Regions from separate parts of the Triticum aestivum genome. Here region 1 is linked to region 2. The links are chromatin contacts, called in public Hi-C maps. All regions are on one chromosome and are shown on one strand. Each heading gives the region's core, a stretch centred on a gene start, on an enhancer-like site or on the middle of the called end of the contact. The rest is flanking DNA. Distances are from core to core; before and after follow the strand shown. Region 1 holds the start of LOC123102975 (transcription factor LHW). Region 2 holds the start of LOC123102970 (cytochrome b-c1 complex subunit 6-1, mitochondrial).

Region 1 (7,372 bases), core at 3,116-5,615, 310 kb before region 2:
AGGACCAGCTGGAGATGGAGCGCGTGTCCGAAGCTACCTTCACGATCAAGGTTGGGGCGGACCCGACGATCGACGTCAACCGGGCCGTGCTCGCCTCCATTCTCATCGCCGTCGCGAGCATTGGCAGCTCCGCATCGACAAGGCAGAGCACAACCGGCTCTTCGAGGGGCGGGAGGACAAGGACGACGAGGCTCCCGAGTAGCACAACGATGATGCCAAAAGGGCATCTGTCGTCACCTCTGCCTAGTCGCGCTGGATGTCAACGTCGACCGGGCCAGACAGTCCCGCGTGGGCCTGTCTACCTCACCTACAGTGGGGAGAATTACATTTTTTCTAGGGTAATTTTTTAAAAGTTGTTTTCAGGGTTATTTGGGTATGTAAAAATTGATCCGAAAATGAATTGAAAATTGGTGTCTGTTTTATTTGGTAACTACGGTTGAATGACCTTTGTCCGCCAAGCTGTTCGCAGACGTGTCTAAGGACATTTAGTGTTGTCCATTAGCATGTGTCTTTTCGTACTCTTACTGTTAAAATATATAATATACTATGTATATGTTAATTTAAAAATTACCCCACCACCCCTCAAAAGCATACACGACCACATAATTGCACTCAATGCTCACCTTTTGAATGCCTCATATTGACATATTTGTAATTACTCTCAAACGGTGAGGGGCATAACCGTCTTTGTCATAGCACTAAGATAGAGTTTCAGGGTACAAAAGTGTGGTTGTTTTTGGTACATGACAGGTCATTCATTGGATAATACTATAAGCTATCCGGTTTGTCTTCTTTCATAGGATTCTGACGAGTAGTTATGTTATGTGAAGCTTTTCAATTTAAAATGAATGCTACATGGTACAATCTGACGAAAGCTTCTCAAACTGATTAGTTTTTTTGGTAGAAAGAGAAGAAGATATATAATTATTTCTATCTTTTTTTAATCCAAAAGATAGGCTAATTAATCATACATTGCTTGAAGCTTGTGGCACAGGATGGTGCTTGCAGTTTTATATGAACTGTCAAGTTGTGCAGAGGTACGTACACATTAACTAATCTGTTATCAGTTAGATCGAACCCACTGTTTGGTATTTTGGTCGACGATCATAGTTGGCGCAGTTTCTCAACTTTGTATTTTTTTGCTCGGATTGTACACAATAACATTGATGCTTAACTTTTTTGGATTTATTTCAGACTTTTCGGTAATGTTCGTTTAGTGGGAAAAGAATCCCGTGAACTATAAGGTGTCTATAGTAATTTTGTCAATCTTAAAATGGTGTGTTGGCTTATTATCTTGGATGTGCTCATAAGGATGTGTTGTTCTACGATTTCAGGTTCAAAAAAAAAGAGGATAGAATATGCATGAGTATGTTCATAGAAAGGAGTGTATGTGTGTATGTGATCATCTGCGGTTGTATCGTGTTAAAGAAAATCCTCCATAGTGTCTATAAGTCAGTTTATTGTTTTTCTTAACAAGGAAGTACTTTTTTGTTGTTGTTTTTTGTATGGAAGTTAGTATTGTTAGGGCATCTCTAATGGCAAACCGTAAATTTTCTTCCGCATCCGTCCGCAGACGGGAGGTGATCAGTTCACGGACACAGATGTGAGAGGCCGCCATCCAACGCTAGCTGCATACATTGCAAACTCTTTTTCAACAAATCGGATGAAATTCATGCAAACAAGGCCGGATTTCAAACAAACATGACAGATTTCATTACATTTCGAACATGTAGAACAAAAAAAGGCCCGACCATAAACCTATCCTACGGCGGTGGGGCCCGGCATCCAAGCCCGTGTCGTCTTCCATCCACCGTCTCCATGAGCACCGGCGATAATACAGATGAAGTGAAGGTGCGGTCTCCGACGAGGAAGAGTAGAACATGGGAGACGGACCACCCCACATGGGACACCAGGCCCTACCGCCTCTCGTGGCCTACTCATCTTTGAAGGAGTCCGTGACCTGTCCGTCACCGGTGGATGTGAGGTCCACGGTGGAAATGGCGGCGCCAGTGCTGTCATCGTCCCACTGGGCCGCCTGATGGTTCGCCGTTGGCGCATAGGAGGCGCAACTAGCGTTGTTCTCTTTCGTGATCTCCTGCAACTGAACCTCCGTGGCGGCCGCTTCCTGGCGAGCGGCGACTTGAGCACAGACGGAAGCGTAGATGGCACGCTGCTCCACGACGGAGTTGGGGTTCATCACGGCCTCCTCACTCGCTTGCTCACTGTAGATCTGTCAGTCTGCCAGCCGGTGCTACTCCAAGAGGAACATGTTGTACCATTTTTCATCATGCGCCTGCCGGAACGCCGACAAAGGCGCCGGCGCAGGCTGCACCTCTGCCATGGCGGCGTTGTAGTGCGCCTACTCCATTGTGAAGCCAACGTGCAGAAGGCGCGGGAGCCGGGCGGTGTCGTCGGAGCACGTCTCCATTATGGTCTCGTCCTCGTCGTCAGAGACCTCGGTCGAGCTGGCCGGCAAGCCGGCCTCGATCCGCCTGGCACCGTGGCTCTGCCAGGCGGCGGCGAGGGCAGCCACGACATGCTTCATCTCCGTGGAAAGGCTCTCCCACAGAGCTTCGTTGCGTGTAGTCATGGCAGATGCAGTGCAAAGGAGAAGGATGGGGAGGGGCTTGTGTTATGGTGTGGATTTAGCCGGGTGTGGCCGCCTTTAAATAGCGGGTTCCGGTGAGGCGAGACGTCCGGTGCGTCAATGCGCGACGCCGGGCTGGGTTTCTCGGCCAGCGAGTCTCGTTAATGTCGGCATACGGACAGACAGGAACATTGATCGGGCATGGTAGATATCCGTCCTGTCCCGTCTAGTCACGTGTCTCCGGCATTGAACAGACGCAGACACTGCACGCGCTTCACGGGCGGCGCCCTCGACCAACGTGTCGCTTCAATGGTGGTGACAATGAGAGGTCGCGTCTGCCCTGAGCCGTCTTCAATGTTGAGCGTCGCACTCTAGAGCGGCATGAATGCGGTCAATTGGCGCCGGGCGAGGACGCACGCGGGAGAGGGAGGAGGGTTTTTGGTGGGCCAAGGTGGTCAGAAGCGGGCTTGTGATCGGTCCGGACTCCCGCAAAGCCCCCATGTTTGTCTCTGGTTTGCAAGTAGAAATCACGTCCGGACCGCCTCGCGGACCTATACAGGACCGCGTTGGATGGCTTCCGCGTCGGAACGGTTGCGGGAAGTTTACGGGTCTGTCTTGAAGATGTCAAGAACACTCTTATATTATGAAATGGAGGGAGTAGTTTCAAACAATTAATCTGGTAAATATGTTTTGAATACGACCATAGGGTTATAGTTAGATCAAACATTAGTTGTTAGCGGATGGTGGTGTGTTGGAGTCGGCAGGCAGATCAGTGCGTCGAACCGTGGACTTGGTGTCATCTGAGCTGGGTCTCTGCGACGACTGTCGATAGTCACTGGGTTATGTTCCCCTGGTACACCGGGATTGGGGGGGGGGGGGGAATAGGCGTGGGCCCCCATATGGTGGTGGTGCCGACCCTGACTCAGTGGCTGATGCCGGGCTTTTCCTTCCGTGGGTTGTGCTCTGTGAAGCGGGCGGGTGGCGGGATCTCAGGGTTTGAATGCCGGGGCGACGACCCTGGGTGGTGGTCCACATGGTTGGCTTTCCGGCAGGCACTGTGGTGGCGGTTGTGGCTTTGTTTCTTGATCGTGTGGGCAGCAAGAGATATTGCGGCGGGTAACTCGGGCGTGCTTTGTCTCTGGCAGTAGTGGCGACCCGATCTGGACCTGGAGACTTGATCTCATCGCTCTTACCCTTAAGATTTCACGGGCACGAATGGGTGCCTGAGCGAAAGATCTGCGCTTGATCGTCGACAACGGCGACGCCTGCGGGCGCCCCGTTCTCTTCTTAAAGACGTCGGGGCTCCTCTTCGTATCCGGCTCCGGGTGAAAACCTCTGTCCATTTTGGACTCGGCGGCGGCGCTTCGCGTCGTGTTCCCTTTTAGGGGCATTGTTGTGGAGTGTAGGTGTTGTAGGATGTAGGGTGACGGTGTTATCAGCTCTTCCTGTATTCTTTGTCGGTCGCGCATGTGTGTTTCGGTCCTTGGGATCGGCGTTGTTAGAGGGTTTTCATCACTTATTGTTTGGCCATGTACTCTTGTGTGGTTGCTTTATAATAAAGCAAGGCGAAAGCCCTGTTTCAAGAATGGTGTGTTGGAGAGGAGCATTATTTAACCTAGGTATAAATACATAAAAGGAGGGGACGAGGGTGATTAGCTGGGGGAATGCCCATCCTGCCCCTCGTGGAGGGAATGATGCCCGCCTCGGGAGCCGCGAAGGCCAAAGGAAAAGGAGGGGCAACCAAAGAAAGCGACAAAGAAAAAGCCAGAACGAAATTTTACTCACACTCACACAAGCCAAGCACACCCCAAAGAGGCCAAAGACTCCCAGTCCCAGACCAGACCAGAGTGAGAACCCAAAGCGAAAGCGGAGAAGGAAGAAAGAGATTGACGAGGACGCGCAGCGGCTGTAGCAGCAGCAGCAGCAGCCAAATCCAAGACCGCATTGCTCGCTCGCCCGCCGCCGTGCGGCTCCGACGCTCCTCCGGGGACCCCGCGCCATTCTCCTGCCGGGCATCTCTGCCTCTGGTGCTGCCCCGTGGTCCCGAGGTCCCCACCGACGCTGGGACCAGCGCCCGCGGCTGGTGGCGAGCCCCACTGATGTCCGCTTGCCGCGCGCCGGCGGCCAACGGAGCAAGTGTTGACGTTCCTGTTGCGGCAGAGCAGAGGGACGGCGGGGTCCGCGCGAGGCAGGCCGGGCGCGCCGGCTCTCGCTGCGCCTAGGGAGGCAGCGGCGTCCTTGCTCGTCTTTTCGTCGCCCTCTCCCCCCGTCGAAGAAGCTAGGGTTTGCTCGTTAGGGTTCCGTTGGGCTGTGGGGCTGCGGGGATGGCGGTGGGGGAGGCGCTGCGGCGGCTCTGCGAGGAGGTCGGGTGGTCTTACGCCGTCTTCTGGAAGGCCATCGGCGCTGCTGACCCCGTGTAAGCCTTCCATCCTTCTCTTGGACTTTTTTTGTCACAATCTCCCCCCGCTCGATCTTGCGGAAAATCTCAAAACCAGTGTCTTTTCTTCATTTTTCTGGGTTCAAAGTCTTCTTGAACATTCCATTTCAGCTAGATTTGTCTCGTACGAATGAAACATCCGCGAGGAAGATTCGTAGGATGGGTATATTCCTCAGCAATTACTAATAAGGGACTCCTTTCCTTGTGGGAAAGATAGTGCCTGGAAAAAGAACGCCCGTACGCTCGTGTGGGTGTTCACTCATGCTTGCAAATTTAGTAACGCCTTTACAACAAGGAACATGAACCAAAAAGCTACTACCGCCTTGTCTGTGCAAGTTCGTGTTAGCTCCTGAGGCTTAAAAGAGCGTGAATGTGCGAGATGTTGTTGCAATTCCGTGCAAGCTTTTTTGGGGGGAGGGAGAAATGGGGACACGATGTGGGGATCATGGAGGAATGCTAAATGCAATGTGGAATAAACTTCTTGATGCGCTGGGAATTTGGGTTTTGTTTGATGATTTGCGCGCACTGTTTTCCCTTGGTGATGTGCAGGCATCTAGTGTGGGAGGATGGCTACTGTGGCCACGCATCTTGTCCAACTGGATCTGAGGCTTTTGAGGTTGGCTGTGAATCAGGTGGCACTGTGTGCACCCTAGTTAGGAAGGTTATGGCATCGCAGGTTCATGTTGTTGGAGAAGGGTAAGGAAGAACCGGGAACATCATTTGTTTGTTACTAGCTAGCACAATGTTCTTGGTTGATTTCTTTTATTGATGGATAGATGCTACATTTTCTGTTTTTTCAGTACCATCGGCCATGCTGCTTTTACTGGGAGTCATCAGTGGATTATCCATGATACTGCCAATGATCACAGGCTCAGATCCGAGGTATAAATTCTTCTTCTCCGTTCTTGTGAACTGATATAAATATAAGGCATGTTTGGTTTGTAGCCTAAGGTTGCCACACCTAACATTAGTCGTGCCGCAAAACCTTAGGCATGTGTTTGGTTCAGTGCCACACTTATGGCTTGCCACACTTTTCTAACTACATGGTCCACATGCCATAGACTCATTTATTTGCCAAATCTTGCCACACTTGTGGTGGCCATTTTGTTCGCCACATTTTTTGTGGCAGCCACAGTTTGCCTAAGTTTAGTTGTGGCAAAGTAGTCATGAACCAAACACGCCCTCAGTGCCACACTTATGGCTTGCCACACTTTTCTAACTACATGGTCCACATGCCATAGACTCATTTATTTACCAAATCTTGCCACACTTGTGGTGGCCATTTTGTTCGCCACATTTTGCCTAATTTTAGTTGTGGCAAAGTAGTCATGAACCAAACATGCCCATAGCCCTAATTCAGTTTTGTCTGGTTCATTTTTGCTGTTGTGTCATTAATAGCATGCTGTCCAGGAATTTATGTCATCGCAACAATCCTTGTGGGGTTATTTTGTCCTCACATATTTGTTCCTTCTGTGTTGAAATTTTGGCTTGTAGTGAGTTTGATCTATTGTTCTGCCGCATAAGTGGTCACTGGATAAGCTAGTTGCAAAAGCACACAAATGGTATTTGAACAAGTGGAAATCATGTAGAATTTCTCGTTAACAACTTAACATGATTTGCCACACAGGCTTGAGCTAACCATGATCTTTTTCCATAATGATTTCTAATTTTCTTTTAATAACAATGCAATTTGATTTTATCAGTTGCTCTGGCTGTTTTGGTTATCCCCAATTGTTATGTGTCCTTTCATAATGGAACAATAAGCTGTTGTCTTCTGGTGGTGATAGGTTGCTGCTGAGATGAACTATCAGTTCAGAGCTGGCATTCAGGTTAGTAGAATTTCGCCCTTGCATGGTAGATTATTTACTGACTTTTTAACTTCTGATCTCTTAATAATTTATACTTGTTCTGTTGTTCCGCAGACTATTGCAATAATTCCTGTGTTACCACGTGGTGTACTACAGCTAGGCTCTACTAGTGTGGTAAGATGCCCTGCTTTTGACAATGCATATCATCATACATATCCCACTTAACATGTTTTGAAGTTTATTCTTGTTTTCAAGTATGGGCCATGAGGTAGAACAGTGATACTAATTTGTGAATATTATGTAGTTGACTGGTCAAATATTCTGTCCTTCGAATCCTTATATAAACTATATTTGCGGTGAGGTTCTAGGAAGACCAAAGCTTCTTGTGATTGGAGCGGTGAACTGGAATGAAAAAATGATATATAATTGTCTCTGTTATATATTTACTTATTTAGCATTTTGAGAACTGCATCAAGAGGACTTGCTCTGGCGTTGTACCATTAGCACTAGGACTTAGCGCTTGTCTTTGTGGTTCCAACA
Region 2 (7,032 bases), core at 3,183-5,682:
CGACACATGGTCGTGTAGCGGCGCCATTTTTTGCTCGATTGCTTGTTTCTCACGGAAAAAGTCCCTATAAAATCCCCATGAGTTTTTAATCTATGTATCACACTTTCCTCTTGTTTTTGTTTCGAGCTTGTTTCTTCCAGGGTTTGGTGATCTAGTTCATCATGTCTTCTTCCTTAACCAACAACGGAGACGATGATGACCAAAAGTCTCGCCATGAGATGTTTGCCTTATTCTGTAAATCCCTGGAGTTTGAGGTTACAGTCAGGAAAGCCAAGAAGACCTCAGAACCGATCATGACCTCGAAACCGTAAGCCGGTGTGGAGGATAGAACTTGCCTACGACTTGAGGACACCCGAAGACGCCTAATGTCCTCGGCTTGAAAGCTAGTTCGGGTGCTACTTTTGGTGTCCAGGATTAGGGGTATTTGCCGCGTCAGCCCGTCGGTAATGGGTCGGGCGGAGGACCGACTGAAGATTGATGACATAGCCATATTGGTCCTGGCCCTCGGCGTGATCAATATGAAGATCTTCTGAAGACTTGGCGTACACTTTAAGCGTATTTGTAAGATTAGCGTGTTTATCCCTAACTGACCATGTGTAAACCCTAGGTACCCCTACCGTCTATATAAGCCATAGGGTTTAGTCTGGAGAGACACATTCGCAAGGTTTAGAGCTTAAACAAACTCATACTATCTCGAGGTAGATCAATATGTACTTTGTACCCCATCACAATCAATATATAAGAAGCAGGACATGCGGTTTTACCTCACCAATAGGGCACGAACCTGGGCAAAACATCATGTCCCTACTCTCTCTGTTACCATCTAGCTCTGATCGCCAAGCTTGGGACCCCCTACCCGAGATATGTCAGTTTAGCACCGATAGCAGGGATGGCCAAAACAAATTTGTTGTCCAAAAAATTCTGCACGGGCGCGTGAGGGCAATGTTTGACGTTGAGCCCCGGAGCTCCATGGATGAAGTTTTCCATGATCTGGTTGAGATCAAAGTTGATGTTGACGAAGACGCCCATCGCACCGCGATGACACCTAGCAGGACCTGCATGGTCCACCAATGATGGAGCTAAATATAGTAGATCTCAGATAGGGTCCCCGAGCTAGTAGCCTTGATGCGATGGTAACAATGGACATGGGGTTTTACCTAGGTTCGGGCTCTATCGAAGAGATAATACCCTACATCCTGCTTCTGATTATATTGATTTTGATGGGGCATACATTACAGGTTGATCTACCACGAGATTGTGTGTGTCTCATATCCAGGATGTGTTGAGATTGTGCTATCGACTAGCCTAGCCTCAGTTTATATAAAGTACCAGAGACCTAGGATAGTATGAGTCCTAGTCGGCTACATCAGTAGAAAGGAGTCCTTGTTTTGTATATCAAGTCTTGTGGAATTTTCCTCGTATGCGTCATGGGTTGCTCCAAGTGGCTCACTACTGAACTGCCACGGTGGTACTCGGCTGGGCCCTCCTGGCCGAAAGACAACATGGTGGGTACCCCTAGTCTAGTACACCATCAATAATGCATGGAACAAACAACCAAATGAAAAAGTATATGCTTTTATATGTATTGTAATACATGAACCATCAGTAGCATGGCATGATGCAACTGCAATCAGTGCATAAACAAAACCTAGCAAAAACAAAACAAAACCTAGCAATCATTAATTAAGAACAACATCATGCAATTATCCCCTGCATAAACAATACCTAGAAGATTGTTTTCTTTTTTTCTCTCAAATATAACAATCTAGCGTTTCTCCATTCAAACAAGCAAAACATTCTATGTATATCGAGCCAGATTCTACATTGGGAGTTAAATCAAGTATTAGCAGCTCCAACATCATCCCACCATGGTCTAAGACAGGATTGAGTCCCTCAAGATTCAGAACACATACATTATTTGCATCGCACTGACTTGGCTCTAATTTCAAATGTTAATGAAATGTAATCAGGTGTGGAGCCTTTGATTGTATATTAAAGCAAAAAAATTGCATCACAACGCACAAACAAAATATTCTACTTCCATCGTGATTAATGGTCTATGCACACTTCGGGATAAACCTGACTTCACCTACAGATTTGAAGCCATTGCATCAGAACTCAGGAACAAATCTATAATACTTAAATAGTTCATCCCCACTATCCTATTTCTCTTGACATGCAAACTATCCACATCATCAAATAGACCCCACATAAGTTCAAAAAAAGACCACACATGATTTTCTATATCATCTATTTCTGCACTACATTATCCACGTCATCTGCTGATGTCATGGATTTATTATTTCCACGAGAGAACTGAATCGCTAATATAGCTTCGTATACCCATATGACTCTCGGTCTTCTAAGGATGGCAACTCAAAAGAACAGACGCAAGCTTCCGAAGAGACATGATCAATCGTGGGCATTTAAAGAGACATGACCGATCGTTTTATTTACCTTCTTTGGCATCTAGAAATCTTAGTCAATGCCTCCACGCTGCATTGAACTCCTTCATATCTTGGTCGACCGAGAAGGAGGAGCGGCGACGCGCAAAGGAGGCGGAGGACGGACCGCATCTCGGAGTTCTGCAGCGAGCATGCGCTGCCCTCAAGTGGAGGAGCGGTGATGCGCGGGGATTGGGAGGAGCGCATCTCCGAGCTCCCCAACAAGGTTGCGCTGCCGCTCAAGTCAGCCATCTGCCGCGGGACGCTCCCCTCGCGGTGGCGCAACCTCTCGGTCTTGGAGCAGTGGTCGTCCGAGTCTTGCCGAGCGCGTCATCAACGGCAGGGATGGAGGACCAGCTCACGGTCCTCGGAGCACCGGCAGCCCGTGTGTCATCGCTCTGCCTCCAAGTCTCGCCGGGCGCGTCGGCGGCGGCAAGGACGGGGACCAGCTCGCGACCCTCGACATGTGAGAGAGTTTAGGCTAAACGAGGCTTGCTTGGCTACACCAGCACCGTCCTGCCCCACTCGCTCGGCCTCGGCGATGAGGTGCTTGAGGCTATGAACTTTAACATGGGAGGCCCTGTCCAGGTACTACGATGACCTCACGAGGATCCCGACGTCTCTGTACAAGGCTAAAAGCTCGATGTAGGTCGTGGAAGGCAAGATGTATACGCTCGGTTGCTCACCGCGACCGCGGGCCACTGTGCCTGTTCCCGGAAGCATCCCTCACGGCCGGGAAACAAACGGTTGCTTCACTTGCTTCTAGCATGATGGAGGCGTGCGGTAGAAATGCCCGAGTCCTCCCCATGGTAAGAGGGTCGGTCAGAGAGCCTCCTCAGGTTTTTTCCATGACTGAGCTTATTTTATTTTGTCATGTTCCGCCACAACTATATAGGTGCTAGACATCTTGCCTGACAAGGGTAGTTCTTCGTTGGTGCAAAATTGATGATTCTTTGTTGCTCCATATGACTATTGTTGTTCGCATTGTACATTGCTCTCATATCATTCAGAGAGCATATCATTCTGATGAATCTATATTTGCTAATTTAGAAAACTAAACATCGTAACTGTGTTGGATGACAAGCTTATTTTTAGATTTGGTCAGATCCCACCCGTCTCACTGCAAGATCTAGGACCATCCGTATTATTGTTGCTGCACCCGTTAGAGAGAACAAATTCCGCAGGGGTACCTCAAACGGGGCAGCAACTGGCACCCTGTTCTGGTAAATACAGACAACAACCATGCCCTGCCCTCCCTGTTCGATTGTTCAGCAAGGTATGCTTTTGTCCTCCGTTTAACTTTAAACATTAACTGGCTGAACTCACTTATTTTTACATATAATCATGGTTTATTGACTCAGTTCACTCTATTTCTCCTACGGATAGGAGCATCGATGGATTGCATGCTTCCAGTTGCATGGGCACTTGGTCAGAGACTTCTATGATTTTTTTGTGATATAACTGGTTTGTTTTACTTATTTAGTTAATAAAATGTGCAGACAACTTGGAAAAAATAGATAGGAAGGGGTAATAATTTTTTTTGAATGGGGCCAAACAACAGGTCCATTTAATTGCCGAAAGCTAAAACCGTCAGATTTTCTTGAAATTGTAAGAAAATGTGTTACTTCTGATTGTTAGTTTGCACATATGTGGAAGCAATTGATTCTTACAAAATATTCCGCGGCAACGTGCGGGGTATCGTCTAGTACATGCACAACATTAGAAGCATTCTCCTAGGATCCCAACTAATGACATGTATAATGAAAAAAAACTATAAGCAAAAAAACATTGAATTTGGTATTATTGCCTAAATAAACGCGACCCATGTGGGCTAAACGTGCCGCCAGCCTGGCCCGTGTTAAGGCAGCCGTGCTAAACATCTTTCTGAAAGTTAGTCCATGATTGTTAGTCCTCGGTGAGCCATGCCGTGCAGGGCCGCGCTGGCCCATCTGGCCAGGTCTGGGCCGGAAGCGGAACAAAGCCCATAGGTTCCGAAAAAACCATAGGTCGAGCTGGCCCTTCGCGTCTCTCTTCCCCTCCATTCCTCCTCTTCTCCGCATCCACCCGAACGAAACCCTAGTCTCCCATCACTTGGATCCGGTCTTTGACATTCTTCGACGCAGGACGCCGTAAGAAATTTCGCTAGAGATCTTGCAGCTGCCATGTATGTTTTCTCTCTCTCTCTCTCTCGCTCTCTTTTTCTCGAAAGTTCTTTTTACCGCTCGTTCAGTCTATGAACTTCGATCGTGTCTTGATCTTGTGCATATGTTGGGGGCAGTTTTAGATCTTCCTTCTCACTATCAGCGTTGAAGTATGGTAACGCAATTCGCGTATTTATACCTGATTTTTGTGTCCGAAACGAATTTGTAATCTAACGGGGCATAAGAAGCATGGCGAATCAGTTATATTTGAAGGCAAGAGCGCACATTTGTATTTTTGGAACACAGTGCGACTTAAATCCCGCAATTTGAGCCAGCCGATTTTTTTTCACCTTGGACGAAATAGTGATGATCTCATCAGCCGATTGGAAACTTGATGAATCGGTGCGTTTATCTAGGCAATAACACAAATTAAATGTTTCTCTGCTATAGTTGTTTTCATTATACATTTCATTAGTTGGGATCCTAGGAGTATGCTTCCAAAGTAACACATGTATTTGTTCTTGGGTTCTGATGCAATGGCTTCAAATCCGTAGGCGGAGTGAGGTTTGTCCTGACCATTAATCACGGTGGAAGTAGGATATTTTGTTTGAGCATTGTGATGCAAATAATTTGCTTTAATCCACACAATAAAATGCCCCACCCCTGGTTACATTTCATTGGCATTTGACATCTCGAATGTCTAATTATTTTTTATCGATGTATATAATGTGGACATACATATATTGAACCACTACTGTAACTGCTATAATAAGGTTTTGACTGCCTGTTGTGACCACATCCGCGCAACCAATCGGTGATGCCGCTGTCATGATCGTAGCAAACTGTGCTTGACTTGCATCGTGTTTTACTTATTTATTAGCTATATTCTTCATTTGTTTTTAGTTTATGTTGAGATGAAACGCTAAATTATCTATCCTTGAGTGTGATTGACATGTACTTACATTATGTTTGTTTCATACCTCCTATATATTTTCCTTGTACATTTATTATATTGACTGCAAATTGAAATCTGTGTTACGTACTTGCTTGCGATGACAACAAGCAAAGATTTGCTTGTACAGTAGATTGTTCATATACTTATTTATAATCAACACTTTTCTTCAAGCATTAACTTTATGCAAATAACTTAACGCCAAATGGAACATTTATTAAACCCAAGTCGGTTTGATGCAAATAATGCATCTCTTCTGAATCTCAAGGGAGTCAACCTGTCTGACCATGGTGGGAACAGGTTGCAGCTATTAATACTTGATTTAACTCCCAATGTATGAAGGGAAAAGGGAAAACAATCTTCTGGAGAACTTTTAAACAAGTTGCTGCCTACTTATCATCAAATTTCAGTAATCTCGCAATGATTGGTCGTTACTGTTCTATCTGTGTTTAGTCAATAATTCATTCTTAAATAATTCTCTGTACAAGAAAGATCATTGCTTCCATTATTCTTGTAATGCTTGATAACAGCAAAGTTTACCTTCCAGCGTTTGAGTTTTGTAAACATGTTTTGTTTCATGGCAGGGCGGACAATGAACCTATTGACCCAAAGAATTACCTTGAGGAACGCTGCAAGCCGCAATGTGTAAAATCATTGTATGACTATGAGGTCAGTGCCATATTTCTCATAACCACAAGACAAACTATTAGAGTGAATCAGGAAAATAAGTGGTAGCTAGTCATTTCTTGTAAATTGCTTGCTAAACAAGCTAGGACCTCTAGTAAGCTGATCTATTTAGGATGTTAGAGCCAAACAAAATTCACTCATGGACTAACTTTCAGAAAGATGTTGCACATGGCTATATTTAGTACAAATTGCTTTTGAATATATGGCCCTAATGGCCTTCAGGATGCAAAATTCATTTAGACGAGTGCTTAGAATATAGCCGCATCATCAAGCACCCATGTAAGAGTGAATCACCTCGTCTAATGCAAGCACCTAGATATAGGTTTTGTTTTGCTATAAACACTTCCATTGTGCACACTTGTAGTTTCACAGTTAGTCCTGTTCTACTAGAAACTGGTGATTATTACTGTTACATTTAGTATCTTGTTGGAATTTACTGGATGGCCATCTGAGCTTTGTGCCTAGCCCTCTAGCACACTAGTTAGTTTACTGGATGAGGTGGTAGCATGCTGTACCATATGGCATGGATGACTTGTACATAGATTCTGCTTGAGTTGCATGATAACAAATATGGATCAGGTGGACTGTTATTTATGTTCCATTTATGCTCAACCTAGTCTTGTCAATTTATGTTCCATTCTGTCTGAGGGAACACGTGATTTACGTGTCAAGCTTGCATGCTTACTCTGCAGAGATGTGTGAAGAGAGTCAAGAATGATGAAACTGGGCAGAAGCACTGCACCGGGCAATTCTTCGACTACTGGTCATGCGTTGACAAATGTGTAAGTACAACCTGTACATCGACTAG

The links. A called contact is a pair of places that touch in the nucleus more often than the background predicts.
Region 1: a Hi-C map of leaf shows a contact between it and region 2, with 4 times the contacts expected there. The contact joins the promoter of LOC123102975 here to the promoter of LOC123102970 in region 2. A contact is called at or near these places in 2 of 5 Hi-C or Micro-C datasets (both in leaf).

Annotation. Positions count from the first base shown.
Region 1 is chr5A:275,834,519-275,841,890 of IWGSC CS RefSeq v2.1, reverse strand. It overlaps LOC123102975 (transcription factor LHW), which reads left to right and starts at 4,365. Exons shown (of 10, transcript XM_044524451.1): 1 at 4,365-5,003; 2 at 5,574-5,720; 3 at 5,825-5,906; 4 at 6,812-6,853; 5 at 6,947-7,006. The coding sequence starts at 4,912.
Region 2 is chr5A:275,520,667-275,527,698 of IWGSC CS RefSeq v2.1, reverse strand. LOC123102970 (cytochrome b-c1 complex subunit 6-1, mitochondrial) reads left to right here and starts at 4,432. Exons shown (of 4, transcript XM_044524447.1): 1 at 4,432-4,608; 2 at 6,122-6,206; 3 at 6,917-7,006. The coding sequence starts at 4,607.